2 separate regions of the Sus scrofa genome follow, and region 1 is linked to region 2. The links are chromatin contacts, called in public HiChIP or PLAC-seq maps. All regions are on one chromosome and are shown on one strand. Each heading gives the region's core, a stretch centred on a gene start, on an enhancer-like site or on the middle of the called end of the contact. The rest is flanking DNA. Distances are from core to core; before and after follow the strand shown.

The links. HiChIP or PLAC-seq counts read pairs in DNA pulled down with a chosen protein or histone mark.
Region 1: an H3K27ac HiChIP or PLAC-seq map of alveolar macrophages shows a contact between it and region 2. The contact joins the promoter of WBP2 here to the promoter of RNF157 in region 2. A contact is called at or near these places in 1 of 5 promoter capture datasets (fetal liver) and 1 of 2 datasets of contacts at active chromatin or transcription factors (alveolar macrophages).

What each region holds. Positions count from the first base shown.
Region 1 is chr12:5,562,481-5,567,923 of Sscrofa11.1, reverse strand. It overlaps WBP2 (WW domain-binding protein 2), which reads right to left and starts at 2,812. Exons shown (of 9, transcript XM_003131191.5): 1 at 2,656-2,812; 2 at 1-94. The coding sequence starts at 2,714.
Region 2 is chr12:5,224,471-5,229,283 of Sscrofa11.1, reverse strand. RNF157 (RING finger protein 157) reads right to left here and starts at 3,306. Exons shown (of 19, transcript XM_003357958.4): 1 at 3,058-3,306. The coding sequence starts at 3,145.

The sequences.
Region 1 (5,443 bases), core at 1,563-4,062, 340 kb before region 2:
GTAGACGGTGCCTTTCTTGGTGCCTTTGAAGGCCTCGGGCACATTCCTCATGTCACTGAAGGTCAGCTCTACATGGTCACAGGACGTGAGAATGCTGAGGAGAGAAGCGGAAAGGCCCCGATGAGAAAGGCTGGAGTCCCGCTCCGTCACCCCCAGGGCCTGGACCCTCCCGGTGAGCAGGTGCCGACCAGGAGTTGCCAGCACGTTGTCTGTTTCAGCCGCTGCGAGGAAACGACAATCGCAGCGTGGAAGAGAGGAGCGAGCTGGGGCTCTACAGACTCTCCCAAACCCCACGCACACAGCCTCTAAGTGCCAGAGCAGACAAGAGTGGCAGGGATCCGGAGACGCCGTAATCCTCAAGTCAGGTCAGATTATCTGGGTTAGCACTTTGCTTTTCTTCTAGGTCCTTAGCATAGGCGTTCCGGTTTGGGTGTGTTTTCTAAGCCTGCCACAGAAACATTTGAAGACATGACTCTGGCCATTAGCAAAGGGCGCGCGTCAGGGTTCCTTTAAGCCTAGGGTGCATGGAGTTCCCACTGTGGCTCAGCGGTAACGAACCCAACTAGTATCCATAGGGACGTAGGTTCAAGCCCTGGCCTTGCTCAGTGGGTTAGGATCCGGTGTTGCCATGAGCTGTGGTGTAGGTCGCAGACACGGCTCGGATCCTGTGTTGCTATGGCTCTGGCGTAGGCCGGCAGCTATAGCTCCGATTTGACCCCTAGCCTGGGAACCTCCATACGCCAAAGATGCGGCCCTGAAAAGACAAAAAAAACCCAAAAAACCCTGGGGTTCATAAGCTGGGTCTGCAGGGCTGTCAGTCCATAAGCCCTGGAGATGACGGTGTACCTGCATTTTTGGGGGGGACTCTGTAATTTTTGCCACTCTCAAAGGGGTTCATGACTTGAAGAGTATGGTTTACCCTTTTACACATCAAATTTTATTTATTTATTTATTTATTTTTTTGTCTTTTTGCCTTTCTAGGGCAGCTCCCACGGCATATGGAGGTTCCCAGGCTAGGGGTCTAATCGGAGCTGTAGCCACTGGCCTACGCCAGAGCCACAGCAACGCAGGATCCCCAACCCACTAAGCAAGGCCAGGAATTGAGCCCACAACCTCATGGTTCCTAGTCGGATTCGTTAACCACTGAGCACGACAGGAACTCCTACACATCAAATTTTAAATGCTGCATGTATAGTTCAATTACTGTTTCCACAATTCCTTTTTCTTTTTTCTGGGAAATGAAGCATCCTCTAAAACAAGGCACACCATTATTTAGCAGCACTGAGTCCTATGCCAGGGAGGAGGCCCAGCGGGATAAATACATTGTCCCAGAAAAGTGTCACTGAGAGGGAAAGAAACAGTCCCGGGATAGGTTCCCAAGGAGCATGAAAAGGGTTTGTCCAGGCCTGGGACTGGCTCACACACAGAGAGGCTACACACCAGGAGCAATGTGCGGTTTCTCTGATTTCAAGACAATGAGGTTCAAGTTCATACGGCTCCGTGTGTCTTCGTTCCCCTCCCAGATGACACAGCTTCCTTCACAGGGGAGAGGTGAGTGGGGAAAAGGACTGGAACCAGAAAAGAGCAGCAGAGCTCAGAGAAAAGAGGTCATTGCCAGGAAGAGTCGGACCTGGCAGACCCTGGGCAGGTGAGATGGAGGAAAAGTCAGTATTCTGAGGTCTGGGGCTCCCTAGGAACCTCCTCTGACTCATCAAGCTTTCCAAGGCGACAGCTCTGGGTTGGGTACTGCCTTAGCCAGCTATAGGCTCTGGTCCCACCAAACCTCGTCTGGGGGCTCAGATTCCTCTGCTCCTTCAAGAGGCGCTTTAGGGTCAGCCTAGCTCAACCAGAGCTGGCTGGTCTCATTCTCAATGCCGTCCAAGGAGAGAGAAAACTGACTGCGGATGGATAGGAAGAACCTTGATGTGGAAGACCTCTCTCTGGGAGTGATCCAAGCCAACAGGAAATCAGTAACCTGTCTGTCTGTCTGCAAAGACAGAGCTTTACAGAAAATGTTTTCGACATATGACAAATATTAATTACGTAATTTCACTTCTGGGCCTCGGTTTCCTATCTGGAAACTGAGCAGTTCCGGAATATACCGGAAGGCTACATACTGACAGTTAAGCCTACTGACTCTGGAATCAGACTCCTCTCCTGGTACTTTCAGCTCTGTGATTTCAGGCAAGTTACTTAACCTCTCCGTGCCTCACTATCTCGGCATGTAAATGCGTAGAGTAATAGCATCTGCCGAACAGGGCTCATGTACTTAAGCAGGTAAAAGAGGCGCCATCTCTGACTCATAGTAGCATAGTAAATACCCACGAAATGGTAATTATTTTTTGCCAAAGGCTCTCCCCATTTCTAAAGTCACCTACTCTGGGAAAAGGGCTCAAGAACTACCCGCAGGCCCCATGTGTCTCTCCGTACCCGGTCCCCGTCCAGCCGCCCCACCCTCACCCACAGCTGATCGCTACACCCCCGGCGGCTCCCTCACGACCCACCCACCTTCCTCCACCCCGCCCCCAGCCGTTACCCCCCATCCCCCCGTCAGGTCCCGTCTTCACGGGTTTACTTCCCACCGTCGACCGCCCAGCGCCTACACCCTCCACAACCGCCCTGCGGTTCTCCAGGGTCCTTGCGCAGTGTTTTCACCTCTCGGTGTTGTTGACGATCACTCCGCCGCCCTCCGAGTGATTCTTGTTGAGCGCCATGGTCTCTCGGAAAAGGGTCCCGAGACTCGACTCGAAACGCAGTGCGCTTGCGCCCTTCTTTGGCCCCGCCCCTAGTGGCGTCGTTCGTATTAGAGTCAGCCAATCACAGCTCTTGCGCGGAGGTTGGCCCTACCACCTGATCCGGCCATCACGTGCTAATAGTTTACTCCCGCTCCCCTCCCCGCTAGTTTCGCCTGCATCACAAACAAGTTCGAGACTACAATTCCCAGAAGCACTGCTCGCCCACCTCGACCTCTCCCTAGGCTAGTGGACGGACGCATGCTGGAACTTGTAGTCTCACAGACTCTAGGCGTGGATTGACTCCACTAATTGCATAACTCATCAGCTTGCGCACTTCCCACCCTCTTCCACCCAGTCGACCAAAGGACTGAAATAAACAGTTGCGCGAGTCACAGAGGAGTTAGTCATAAAGGCCCTGGACGTGAAGGCTGCTGTGTGCAGCGGTGACCGTTTACTGGGGCACCTTCTTTCAGCCCACGAATGTTTATTTTCTTATTTTTATTTTTTAGGGCCGCACCTGCGGCATATGGAGGTTCCCAGGCTAGGGGTCCAAGTGGAGCTGTAGCTGATGGCCTACGCCACAGCTCACAGCAACAACAGAGCCCCACCACTGAGCGAGGCAGGGGATCGAACCTGCCTCTTCATGGACACTAGTTCGGCTTGTCAACCACTGAGGCATGATGGGACTCCCCACAAACGTTTAGGGAACGCTTTCTACATGACTTTGTCCCTCCTTCCCCCGCAGCCCAACCCACTTAAGTAACCGCTGAGATATATAGATGAGTGCAGGACCCAGTCTTTGTTCCAGGATGTGATGGGCTGGCTGACTGGCAGAAGGGAATCCGGAAAAACTGCCTTCTCTTCCAGGAAATCAAAGCCACACCCTCCGAGGTGGGCGGTGAGACTCACCGCGCTGGGAGAGGAACCTGGGTCCAGCGGCCACACCTCACCGCCGCCTCCACCACAGCTGGCCTCGCGTGGCGCTGCTCCCTCTAGAATGTTCAGGCTTTGCAATTGGGCTCCCCAGCATTTTCCAGGCCAGAAGATTTAAACCAGAATTCAAGTAACTGAATGGATCTGGGCACAATGCAAGACGGGGAGCTTACAAAATAGGGCTGATCATCGTGACCCAGCACTACTACCCCCTCGGGGGGGGCGGGGGGGGAGCCCCTGTGGTTGTGTAAACTCCCCCACCTCTGAGGTGAATCTTTGTGGGAAATGTGGGAGGGGGGTGTCCCACCTGGCAGTGCTGGTGCATCTTTAATCTTAAGTGATCAGAGTTGGATTTTAAGCAGACAGCTGATTTCCTGACAGATAGTGTCCCACGGTGGGATCCACCTGCCTAATTTTCCTTTTGAGTCAGATTCCCTAGGTGAAGGATGAAAAACTAGAAAATATTATGAAACAGGGACCAGCCCCTGGAGGTCTTGTGCAAAACCAAGTTGGACCTTGCAGAATACGTGCAAGGAAGAAGTGCATCATGGACATGATAAAATCTGCCCTGAAAGGTTAGGTTAATTTCTCTACATGCAATCTTAGCAGTGGTGGAAAGAATGAAGTCAGGAGTTCCCTGGTGGTGCAGCAGACTGAGGATCAGACATTGTCACTGCTGTGCCACAAGTTTGTCTTTTATTTTTTTCCTAGGGCCACACCCATGGCACATGGAGGTTCCAGGCTAGGGGTGAAGCCGGCCTACCTCACAGCTCACGGCAACGCCAGATTCTGAACCCGTGAGCGAGGCCAGGGATGGAACCTGCAACCTCATGGTTCCTAGACGGAGTCCTTAACCACTGAACCACGATGGGCACTCCCCTGTGGTGCAGGTTTGATCCTTGCCCCAGGAGCTTCTCCATGCCACTGGGTAGGGCCAAAAAAGAAAGAATGAGGTCAAATTCTCTGTGCTGATATGGAAAGAGTGCTAAACGGAGTTCCCGTCATGGCGCAGTGGTTAATGAATCCGACTAGGAACCATGAGGTTCGATCCCTGGCCTCGCTCAGTGGTTAAGGATCTGAAGTTGCTGTGAGCTGCGGGGTAGGATGCTATGGCTCTGGCGGAGGCCAGCAGCTGTAGCTCCAACTGGACCCCTAGCCTAGGAACCTCCATATGCTGTGGGTGCCACCCTAAAAAAACAAACGAAAAAGAGTGCTAAGGTTTGTCAGGACAGAGTGGTGAATACATATACTTCCACATCTAAGTCTAGATATTACATTTTGGAAAGATCCACCAGACATTGTTTTTTTAGCATTATCCCATTGAGGCACAGCTCTGGGAATTAAGGTTGGCAGGCGACTCCTTGTGTATTGTATGCTCTTGTGTACTGTTTTGTTTACTGTGCATATTTTATTATTATTATTATTATTTTTGCTTTTTAGGGCCACACTTGAGGCATATGGAGGTTCCCAGGCTAGGGTCGAATTGGAGCCATAGCCACTGGCCTACGCCAGAGCCACAGCAATGCGGGATCTGAGCCTCGTCTGCAACCTACACCACAGCTCACGGCAACGCCAGATCCTTAACCCAATGAGCAAGGCCAGGGATCAAACCTGCAACCTCATGGTTCCTAGTCAGATTTGTTAACCACTGCATCCCTACGGGAACTCCAATTTTTTTTTTTTTAAATAAGGGAGTTCCCGTTGTGGCTCAGTGGTAACAAACCCAACTAGTATCCATGAGAACTTGGGTTCCATCCTGGCTTTGCTCAGTGGGG
Region 2 (4,813 bases), core at 2,057-4,556:
GATTCCTATTTTCTGTGTTTTTCCTCTAACTTACATAATTTGGTCCACTTGCTACAGAGATTGCTCTCATACAAAAGCTCTGATTAAAAATAATTTCCTAGGGGAGTACCCTTCATGGCTCAGTGGTTAACGAAGCCGACTAGGAACCATGAAGTTGCGGGTTCCATCCCTGGCCTTGCTCAGTGGCTTAAGGATCCAGCATTGCCATGAGCTGTGGTGTAGGTCACAGACATGGCTCGGATCCCATGTTGCTGTGGCTCTGGCGAAGGCCGGCGGCTACAGCTCCCATTCGACCCCTAGCCTGGGACCTCTATATACGGCAGGAGCGGCCCTAGAAATGGCAAAAAGACCAAAAAAAAAAAAAATTTCCTAGGAGTTCGCATCATGGCTCAGCAGAAATGAATCTGACTAGTATCCATTAGGACGCAGGTTCAATCCCTGGCCTCACTCAGTGGGTTTAAGGATCTGGCGTTGCTGTGGCTGTGGTGTAGGCAGGCAGCTGTAGCTCTGATTGGCCCCCTAGCCTAGGAACTTCCATAGGCCTTGGGTGTGGCCCTAAAAAGCCAAAAATAATAATAAAAATAATTTTTTTTTTTGGTTTTTTAAATTGTCCTTTTTAGGGCCGCACCCGTGGCATATGAAGGTTCCCAGGCTAGGGGTCCAATCGGAGCTGTTGCTGCCGGCCTACGCCAGAGCCACAGCCACGCCAGATCCGAGCCACGTCTGCGACCTACACCACAGCTCCCGGCAACGCTGGATACTTAACCCACTGAGCAAGGCCAGGGATTGAACCAGCAACCTCATGGTTCCCAGTCAGATTTGTTTCCACTGCACCATGATGGGAACTCCAAAAAAAGCAATAATAATTTTTTTAAATTATCTTTTTATTCAAATTCTGTATATATTGAATGTGATTCTGACCCTGAGTGTGAATTTGTGAGATTTTTTTTTTTTTTTTTGTCTTTTTGCTATTTCTTTGGGCCGCTCCCGCAGCATATAGAGGTTCCCAGGCTAGGGGTCGAATCAGAGCTGTAGCCGCCGGCCTTCACCAGAGCCGCAGCAACACGGGATCCGAGCCGTGTCTGCGACCTACACCACAGCTCACAGCAACACCGGATCCGTAACCCACTGAGCAAGGCCAGGGACCGAACCCGCAACCTCATGGTTCCCAGTCGGATTCATTAACCACTGCACCACGACGGGAACTCCAATAATAATTTTTAAAACAACTTCCCGTTAGATAAAACTTAAAAGACTGGTAGAGTAGAAAGGACAATTTACGGCCATAGGCACTGAAGTGACAGTGCTGGTTAAGAAAAGTTTTAGTTTTGGTCCGTTACCCTTTCACTACTATCATCCAAGATTCATACTTGTATTAATATCCTCTGGGGACCAGCCTCCCAGTGAAATACCCGTGCTTACTCCCATCTGTGAGGAGTGGTGCACACCCTTCTGAGGAGGCAACCTTTACTGAAACCCCTAAGCTCAGCAAAACACACTCCATATTCTGATCGATAAAAGCGCAGTGATTTCAGAAAAGAAAAATCCACAGATTCTTGTGTCTATGGAAAAGCAAGACGCATGCTTTCCTGAGCACTGGTTTCATACAGTCATAATTCAACCGGCGTTTTATTAAAACACTAAGGACCCATGGCTTTATCTTGGCCTGTCCTAAAGCATATTCATCTCTGCAAGGATTCATTCTCTGGCACAAAAGCAGCGAGCAACACAGCTCCGGCCCACACCCTGCAGGGGGCAGGTTCATTGTCTGGTCCCTGCTTTCACCTGGCACAAACCGGACACACCGCTGAGAAACCAGCTCCTCTCATTAGCATGTCTTTATTCTACCGCTGCAGTTCTGATCTCTCTCCAAGATCATGAAAATCCTCCTTGGGTCCTAAGCCAAAGAGAAGATGGGAGCCATGAGTCCCCAGGAGTCTTGAGAAAAGCAATGAAAAATGAAGAGCAGAGAGTTAGGTCATGTGCCAGCAGTTCGGAATTGGCTAGTTCTTTTCTTCTCTTTTTTGTTTTTAGTTATTCTTCAATGTTTTTAACTTTTAAATTGAAGTATAATTGATTTACAATATCGTGTTAGTTTCAGGTGTACAGCAGTGGTTCGATTTTATATAGATATAATATAGATATACATATAGTTTAATAATATATGTATATATATTTTTTCCAGAATCTTTTCCCTTAAAGGTTATTACAAAATCCTGAGTCAAGTTCCCTGTACGACACAGTAAGTCCTTGATGTGATCCTCTTGTGCTGTCAAAATCCTCCCCCAGCTCCAATATTTATGCTACAAACCAGAGGCTGAGACATTTATCCCTTTAATGATTCTAAAAACAAAGAGAATCCTTCTCTACATTTTAAATAGCTGTGCCCTGTCCCAGAGCCATCCTCATTCCAAAAAGCAGGCTTGTCACTCCTCCAGCCAAGTAACAACCCGAGTGACTCTGCTACGTAGAGCCCCCAATATTTCTGTTCGACACCCTTGTTCTTCCGACAGCCTCTCGAAAAGCATCAGCACCACGGAAAAGGCATTTTCGGCCTCCACCCTCCAGCAGGCAGTGGCAGCTTTCCCTGGAGAAACCTCATTCAAACCTGCGCCTGTCCCTCCCTCACCGGAGGCCTGGATGTGCTGACCTGTGCCAGCACCCAGCACAGGTGCCTGCTTCGGACGCCGAGCCCGCCTCCCCCAACCCGCAGCCCCCCGAGGGGAACGGGGACCCGGGCGGGAAGGAGCGGACTCCGTGCTGCGGACGGCGGGGACCTGGCCTGCAACGAGGCACCCCGCCCCTCGGGAGCCGCAGTCTCCCCAGCGCACGTCTCTGTCACAGGACGCATTGCGTCCGGGCCGCCCGCGTCCCCCGGCGGAGGGGCTGCCCACCCTCGCGACCGCCCCGGGCCCTAAAGCACCGCTCCAGGCCTCCTGCTAGACATCCCACCCTCCAAGATCGCACTGCAGCGCCGTCGGCCCCTGGGCCCGCCGGCCCCCCGGCGTCCCGGTGCGGGAGCCTCGCGACCTCCTCCCAGCCCCGGGCCGCGCTCACCGGACTTGGGCGGGTAGCGGTACACGGAATTGGACGGGATGTCCACCTCCTCGACGCCCGCGTGCTGCCGGCTGGTCAGGGCCCCCATGGCCGCTGCGCCCGCGCCGCCCGCGCCTCACCGCGGCCGCTTGCCCCGCGCCGGCTGCGGGGGTCGGCTGCCCGCCGCGGCCCGCTCGGCCTCGGCGCTGCGGCTCTGGCGGCGGGGAGCCCCCGGCGCGCCGCGCACCATCCTCCGCCGGGCCCCGCGGCGGCGCCTGTGCCGAGGGGGGCTGCGGGCTGGGCCGGGGGCGCCGCCGCCGCCTCAGGCCGCGTGATGTCAGCGGCGGCTCGCGCGCGGGGACCGCGGCGGCCACGGCCAATGGCGGGGCGGGGCGGGAGGGTCCGCGCGGCGCCAGCCAATGGGCGGCGGGACGCGGCGGAGCGGCGGCCGGGCGCGCGGCGAGGGCTGGAGGGGCCGAGGACGCGGCGCCCCCGGAGCCCGCTGGCGCGGTTCCGGCGGCCTCGCGGGAGCCGCCTCCTCGAGGGGCGTTCGCGCACCCTGGTCCCCAGCATCCGAAAGGCGCACGCGGCTTCCCCGCCTGGCGGAGGCTCTCTCCAGCCCCGTCCCTCGACATGTGCCAAAGCCGATGGTCACAAACCCGCAGAGGGGCGCCCTCCGCCTCCCAGGCGGGCAGTGGGGGTGGGTTCCCGCCCCGAGCGCCTCAGCCCCTCAGGGGCTCCCAGGGGTCGGGTAGACTGGTCAGTGCCGGTGACCCTCCAGGAAAACGTCGCCATCCCTCTCACCTAGTTCCTTTCAAGGCGCCGAGCTCTATGCTTGTTCTGTTTACGGGTCCCTTGGGCAGCTCCTGTAACCCTGAAGTTGGGAGACCATCGGCCCAAGAGGAGAAGGAGACAAGGCCCCTCGGACCGCACCTTTGGGAAACTTTGGGAAGAAGGGCGTTAATGCAGGGGAACTGGAGTGGGGCCAGAGCACACCAACCGTGGAACACCTGGGCAGGCAGAAGACCTCATTCTAAACCTAATTGCAGACATTTGTGTTTTAAACCCTTTATGCTATTTCTGTTTTGGCGGGCTTTTTCCTGAGAGAGTAAACTGATCTGCGAAAACTTCAATTTCAAGAACGTGGTTTCAGCAACCTTTCAGCAAGGGGTTCCAAGTACAGTTTGGGGAGTCAAGGTCCCTTGATTAAGCTTTTAAAGCCATCCATAGAGCATCTTTCCTGATGATTCTCTGTGTTTTTCTTGTTTTTAACAGCCGCACCTGTGGCATATTTGAGTTCCCGGCCTAGGGGTCAAATAGGAGCTGCAGCTGAGGTCTATGCCAAGGCCAAGGCAACTCTAGATCCTTAACCCACTGAGCGAGGCCAGGGGTCAAACCTGCATCCTCACATCGGCAACAATGGGTCCTTAACCCCCTGAGCCACAAAGGAAACTCCCTTTCATATTTTTCATTGCCCTCTTTTCAGCTTCATACCTAGTAGCAAAGATACCAACTCCCATGGAGTTCCCATTGTGGTTCAGTAGTAAAAACTAGTATCCACAGGATACAGGTTCAATCCCTGGCCTCGCTCAGTGGGTTAAGGATCTGGTGTTGCCCCAAGCTGCAGCACAGGTCGCAGATGTGGCTCGGATCTGGTGTGGCTGTAGCTGTGGCTATGATTTAACCCCTAGCTTGGGAACTTCCATATACCCTGGGTGTGGCCCTAAACACACACACACACACACACACACACACACACACACACACACACACACAC